Linked DNA regions of Mus musculus: region 1 is linked to region 2. Evidence: chromatin contacts called from public HiChIP or PLAC-seq data. All regions are on one chromosome and are shown on one strand. The core of a region is the stretch at or near the end of the contact, and the rest is flanking DNA. Distances in the headings are between cores, read along the strand shown.

Region 1 (2,700 bases), core at 153-2,652, 260 kb before region 2:
GGAGGCCAGAGAGGTCAACCTCAGATGTCTCCCTCAGTAGCTCTCTACCTGAGTTTTCAGAATAGGATAGCTCAGTGAGTCTCGAATTTCCCAACTGGCTTCACTGGCTGACCATCAAGCCCCAATGAGTTTTCAGGTCTCATTCTCCCAGTTCTGGGATTAGTGATACACGCGGTCATGCCTAGCTTTTTAAATGTGAGTATTGGGGATCAAATATAGGTCCCCTCACTTATGTAAGTAACTGATCCATTTCTCCAGCCCCACAATGCTCATTTTAAAGATCCGTGAGTATTTACTTTAATATAGAAACCAGTTCGACGATTTCATTTTCCTTGACATTTTCTGATTTCCATATATACATATATATGCATACATTTTTCTCCTCTTTTAAAACATATCGGGTTAGGTTTGCGTTGTAGTGTTTGCTGTTTGCTTAAGAATTTCCTGGCGTATGAGGCTGTAAAGAGCTGAGTGCAGGCAGCTTTCACTGGAAGTCCCACGTCACCATAAAAGCCTGTACTACTTTGGATTACTGCATGGCGGATTAAAAACCCGCGGATCAGTTCTAGGTTAGCCCTGATTAACTCCCCTGGGTGTTTCTGGGCCAGAGAGGGTGCTTGTTAGACTCAAACCTATACTTGTAGTCAGAGTTCACTGAACAAAGAGTTAATTTTTACTTAAATCGAAATCGGGCTAATCATGAAGCTGCCAGGAATGATCTGGAATATGAACTAAAGTGTGCCTGCAGTCGCGTCAGCTGAACCTTCTACCCCCACGGTTCTGTCTGCCCACATGCTTCTGTCTATCAGCCTTGGCCTCCGGATCCGCTCTCACGTCATTGGTTGGATTTCAGGAAGGAAGAAACCCAGGATTTAAAGGGCTCAGTTTTCCACCTGCCAGGCCGGGTCCAACTTGCCTTTGACACATATTTAGGGGAATTTCTACCAGTTCTTCATTTACTACACTGCTTGGTTACAGGAAACAAAGTCCCTGAGGGTGTCACCTTGACAATTTCCAAAACCGAAACTTGCGCTCAAGACTAGATCCACACTGAGTCTGCGAGGCAGAGTCCCTGCCCAGGTCATCAGAGCCAGCCCCGCGGGTAGGAGCGAGGGAGGGGCCTGGAATGGGCGTGGCTTTCCGTGGGAGAGTAGGACTTTGCCCCACCTCCTAAGAAGCCTGCTCTGCTTCCAGCCAGTCAGGTTGCTCTATGCAAATAGAGCCCGGGTCACCCCGGTAACCATGGTGTATGGCAGCCAATGGAAAACAGCCAGTGGCGACCTCGCTCCAGGATTGGTACCGAAGTAAGGCGACAGGGATCCAATGGACTGTGGGAACAGTCCTCGGCGGGTTGAGGGGCGGAGATATGCAAATATGGTTTGAAAAGCCGGCGGGAAATCTGAGTTTCGCGGGAGGACCTTGGCGCGTAAACCGTATCCCTTCATTCATTGTCAGCAGCAGCTTCCTGGAGCCATTTTTCAGCTGCCGGCCGCAGCACCCGGGCTGCCGCCACCGCCTCGCAATCCGTTGCATCGGCTGCCCCCGACGCCTCCATCCCTCCTCGGGGCCTGATATCCGTGCGGCCGGGACCCTCCTCTCTCCAGACCCCCGATTATTTTTGGCCCCCGGGGCCTGTGCGGTGCGGAAAAATAAAAAGAAAAGAGAGAGAGAGGGTTCGGAAGCGCCGGGAGGGGAGGCGAGAAGGAGAGACTTGGAAACTCCGGCTGCAAATAATAAAAGAAATTGAAAGCAATACGTTAATATATCGTAACACTAAAAAAGAGCAGGAGCGAGAGATGAGAAAGGGGATCCAGCCCGCCCTGGAGCAGTACCTGGTGACCGCCGGGGGTGGGGAGGGGGCGGCTGTCGTCGCCGCCGCCGCTGCAGCCTCCATGGACAAAAGGGCACTGCTAGCCAGCCCCGGCTTCGCCGCCGCCGCCGCCCCGGGCACGTACATCCAGATCCTCACTACGAACCCTTCCACCACGTCCTGTGCCACCTCCCTCCAAAGTGGCGCCCTGACCGCCGGCCCCCTTCTCCCCAGTGTCCCCGGCACGGAGCCGGCCGCCAGCAGCCTCTACACCACGCCACAAGGACCCTCCAGCAGAGTCGGGCTGCTGCAGCAGCCACCAGCACCAGGACGCGGCGGCGGCGGTGGCCCACCGGTAATACCCTCCTCAGCGTCCCTAGCCCAGGTGGGAGGCGGGCTCCCGGGAGCGGTGGCGGCGGGAGCGCGAGGCTGAGCATCGTGGGCCTCGTTGCTGTCCCTTCCAGCGTGTGCTTATTGTTAGACTCGGGGTGCTTTCCTGCGGACGTTGGGAGGACGTGGGGGCCTGGGCAGGCACGCGGGGCAGTGGGGAGTCCCTCTTTGAGAACCACATCCAACACTCCAAAACTTTTCGCGCCCCCCCCCCCTCCACTTCTTTTCCTGCACTTTTCCCTACCCCCACTCTCCCCTCCCTTGCAACTCGAAGCTTCCTCTTTCTCGGGCGTAGGAAGGGGTCACGCCCCGGATGGAGAAGGGGGTGGGGGAGGGAGTAGTGCACTGGAGAGTGGGGGACCCCAGAGGATGTAAACTGGGGGACCCGAGGCGTGCAAGCCTCCTCTCCTGTCTCTGCTGCCCCTGGGCGACTGGGGGTCCCGCAGGCGTGCTCCGAGCGCAGGGGCGCCAGTGCCTGGCACCTTTGGGGACCTAGCTCC
Region 2 (2,757 bases), core at 30-2,529:
TTCAGTGTCTGCCATGGATTCCCTCCAAATTCCCATTTGCAGTGTTTTGTGGATGCTTTCAAAGAACTTTTGCAACTAATTTAGTACCGTAGCATTTAGAAAAGAAAATCTAAGGATTTCACTCATTCCTACAATATTTTCTTCTTAATATTACTAGGCTTTGGTTGTAATTACTGCCTATTAAGGCAAATGTTTCCTATTACAGTTGTAGAGTTTTCTTGCCAGTATGAACCACAGGGTTTAGCAGTTTCCATTTAACACGTGGGAAAACTAGGATGGAGACAAGATCTGCCTTTCTTTCAGTTTGCCACAGAGGCAGAATCTAAACTGAACTCTTGATACTGTTGGTTTAGAGCTTTCTTCCAGAACCATGTTGTATCAGTTAGCAGTGACTGAGGACAGATAACTCACAGAGAAGAAAGGTATAGTTTGGCCCTTAGGATGTCATAGAAAGAGTATTAGGCAGGACAATACCAGTTACATTAGGGAAAGGAGAGCTCAGGGTCCCAAAGGCATGTCAGCACTGAATTAAAGACCTGCTTCTACCCTCAAAGCTAACAACTTGTCTTCGTAGTACCACCCTGAGAAACAGGCCTTGAACACATGGGCCTCTGGGGAGGCTGGCTGTGTATGCTATAGTGCATCCAGCTCCTTAAAGCTTAAAGTTTTGTTTTCAGAAAGGGAGTAATGAGGTTGCCCAGACACACTACATGAGAGACCCTGCACAGGTGTATCCTAGGCACGCACCCTCCCAACTCTTAACTGTCTCCTCAGTAGTATTTATTGCCATCAAAATGTAGAAAGGCACCCAATTATTTAATGATGTCTAAAATCCCTTTAATCAAAATCCTTAATTAGTTGGTTTGAAACACCACTTTATTTTTCTGAGATGATCAGAAGACCAAATACCATATTTCTCCCCTAAAGCATTCATCAGGGTTCTTCCAGCTAACTGTGACATCCTGTTTATATGCCATGGGTTAAAAACCACTTTTATGTGGGTTCTGAGATAAATAGGAAGGTTCAAAAGGATGTAGGGACACTAACCACAGTTTTATTTCTCTTCCTCTTTTTGCTGGGAAATTTCTGCTTATTTATTTTTAATTGAAATATTGGTTTATTTTTAATGTCTATGTTGTTAAATACAATATTTTAAAGTCACACGGAAATGTCTATATCACCAGTCACTTGGAAACTGCTTTTGTGCTTTATACACTCGTCTCAGTTACTTTTCTATTGCTGTGATTCGATGCCATGACCACATGGCTTACAGAAGGAAGAGCTTACTGGGGCCATCATGGTGGAGAGTGTGCCAGGAGGCAGACAGACATGGTACTGGAGCAACAGTTGAAAGCTGACATCTATGTGCTCAAGTGGGAGGGGTGAGGAGGGAGGGACGAAGGGGGGGGCGAGTAGTCAGTGCTCTTCCATAGTGCTACATCTTCTCTAACAAGGCCACACTTTTCTCTCTCTTTCTTTTTGAATTTTTAAAATTACTTTAGAAAATATTTTTATTGATTCTTTTTAAATTTCACATCATGCACGGAAATTCCATCATTTCCCAGTCTCTCCAAATCTACCCTTGCATCCCCGCCCCCAAAGAAAACAAACAAAAAGCAAAAACAAAACAAAATCAGATACATACAGAAAAAACATCGTGCCGTGGAAGATAAGGTGTGTCACACAGTACACCAAATAGCCTTACCTGAAATGTTCATTGCAGTGAGGCTGTGGTCTGGCTAGAAGCCTCTGGCTTTTGCTACCCCATCAACCCTGGATCCTCACCGTCTCTTAGATATCCTGTTGTTGCCCCATGTCATGGCAATCTTGCAGCTTTGGTTCTGTAACACAGAAGACCACATTTCTCAATCCTTCCCAAGGCATTCCACCCATGGGGAACCAAGAGTTCAAACATGGGCCTTGGGACCCATTCCCATTCAGATCACCACACTGTGGAAGTCACAGCATGCTCCATCTCTAAGTGACCACAGCTTAATGAGTTAGTGATAAATGTGGTGGGTTCCTTATTATGATTATGTGAGCACATTATCTCAGGTCAGTTTTGTTCTATCCAGTAGTATGAGCTGGGTGGTACTGGGTCTTATGGATAGTAGGCAGACATTCTACCACTGAGCTGTTTCTCGTGTGTGTGTGTGTGTGTGTGTGTGTGTGTGTGTGTGTGTGTGTGTATGTGTGTGTGTATGTGTGCGTGTATTCCTTTAAAATTTATTTTTTATTAGTTGCTTAAGAATTTTATACAATGTAGTTTGATCATATTCACTTTCAACTCCTTCCAGATTCACCTGCATCTCTGGATCAGACTTGTCATGGTTTTTAAATTTATGATGCATAGGCTCTCATTTGTGCTGCCCATATATGTGTGGGTGTGGGCCACCCCACATGCCTCACACTTAGTGTTTAATCAGCAGGCCTTGGTTGATTAGCTTAGGGTTTTCCACTTGCTACAGTGCTGTGTATCGTTTTTCATGGATACATATAGACATTTTATGTAGCTTTCCCTAGGGAGATAACAACAGTGAACCAATGGAGGCACGTTCTGAGTATGGCTTTTCCGAGGCTAATTGGCGCAGCCTCAGCTCCCTTTCTGTATGATTCTGCTGAGCTTCACTTTCCGCTGCAGAATGGACGGTGGTAATAATGAGGAAACCTGCTTTCAGTTATACAGTACAGCATAATTTGGTTTGTTTAAGTCCTGTTGGTAAATGGCAAATGCTGTTTGCATGGTTGTTTTAGTTG

The links. HiChIP or PLAC-seq counts read pairs in DNA pulled down with a chosen protein or histone mark.
Region 1: an H3K4me3 HiChIP or PLAC-seq map of pro-B cells shows a contact between it and region 2, with 4 times the contacts expected there. The contact joins the promoter of E2f3 here to the enhancer-like site in region 2. A contact is called at or near these places in 2 of 484 Hi-C or Micro-C datasets (large pre-B cells and spermatogonial stem cells) and 2 of 115 datasets of contacts at active chromatin or transcription factors (the 230-238 cell line and pro-B cells).

Annotation. Positions count from the first base shown.
Region 1 is chr13:29,984,765-29,987,464 of GRCm38.p6, reverse strand. It overlaps E2f3 (E2F transcription factor 3), which reads left to right and starts at 1,402. Exons shown (of 7, transcript NM_010093.3): 1 at 1,402-2,165. The coding sequence starts at 1,797.
Region 2 is chr13:29,724,868-29,727,624 of GRCm38.p6, reverse strand. All of the region lies in intron 5 of Cdkal1 (CDK5 regulatory subunit associated protein 1-like 1), which reads left to right. Among named protein-coding and RNA genes, the nearest start is that of Cdkal1, 130 kb to the left of the region's middle. Within about 2 kb of position 1,279, at least 28 of the 459 cell types and tissues checked have an H3K27ac peak or open chromatin away from gene starts, as enhancers often do. A contact at or near this core is called in the 230-238 cell line and pro-B cells, where this site is marked.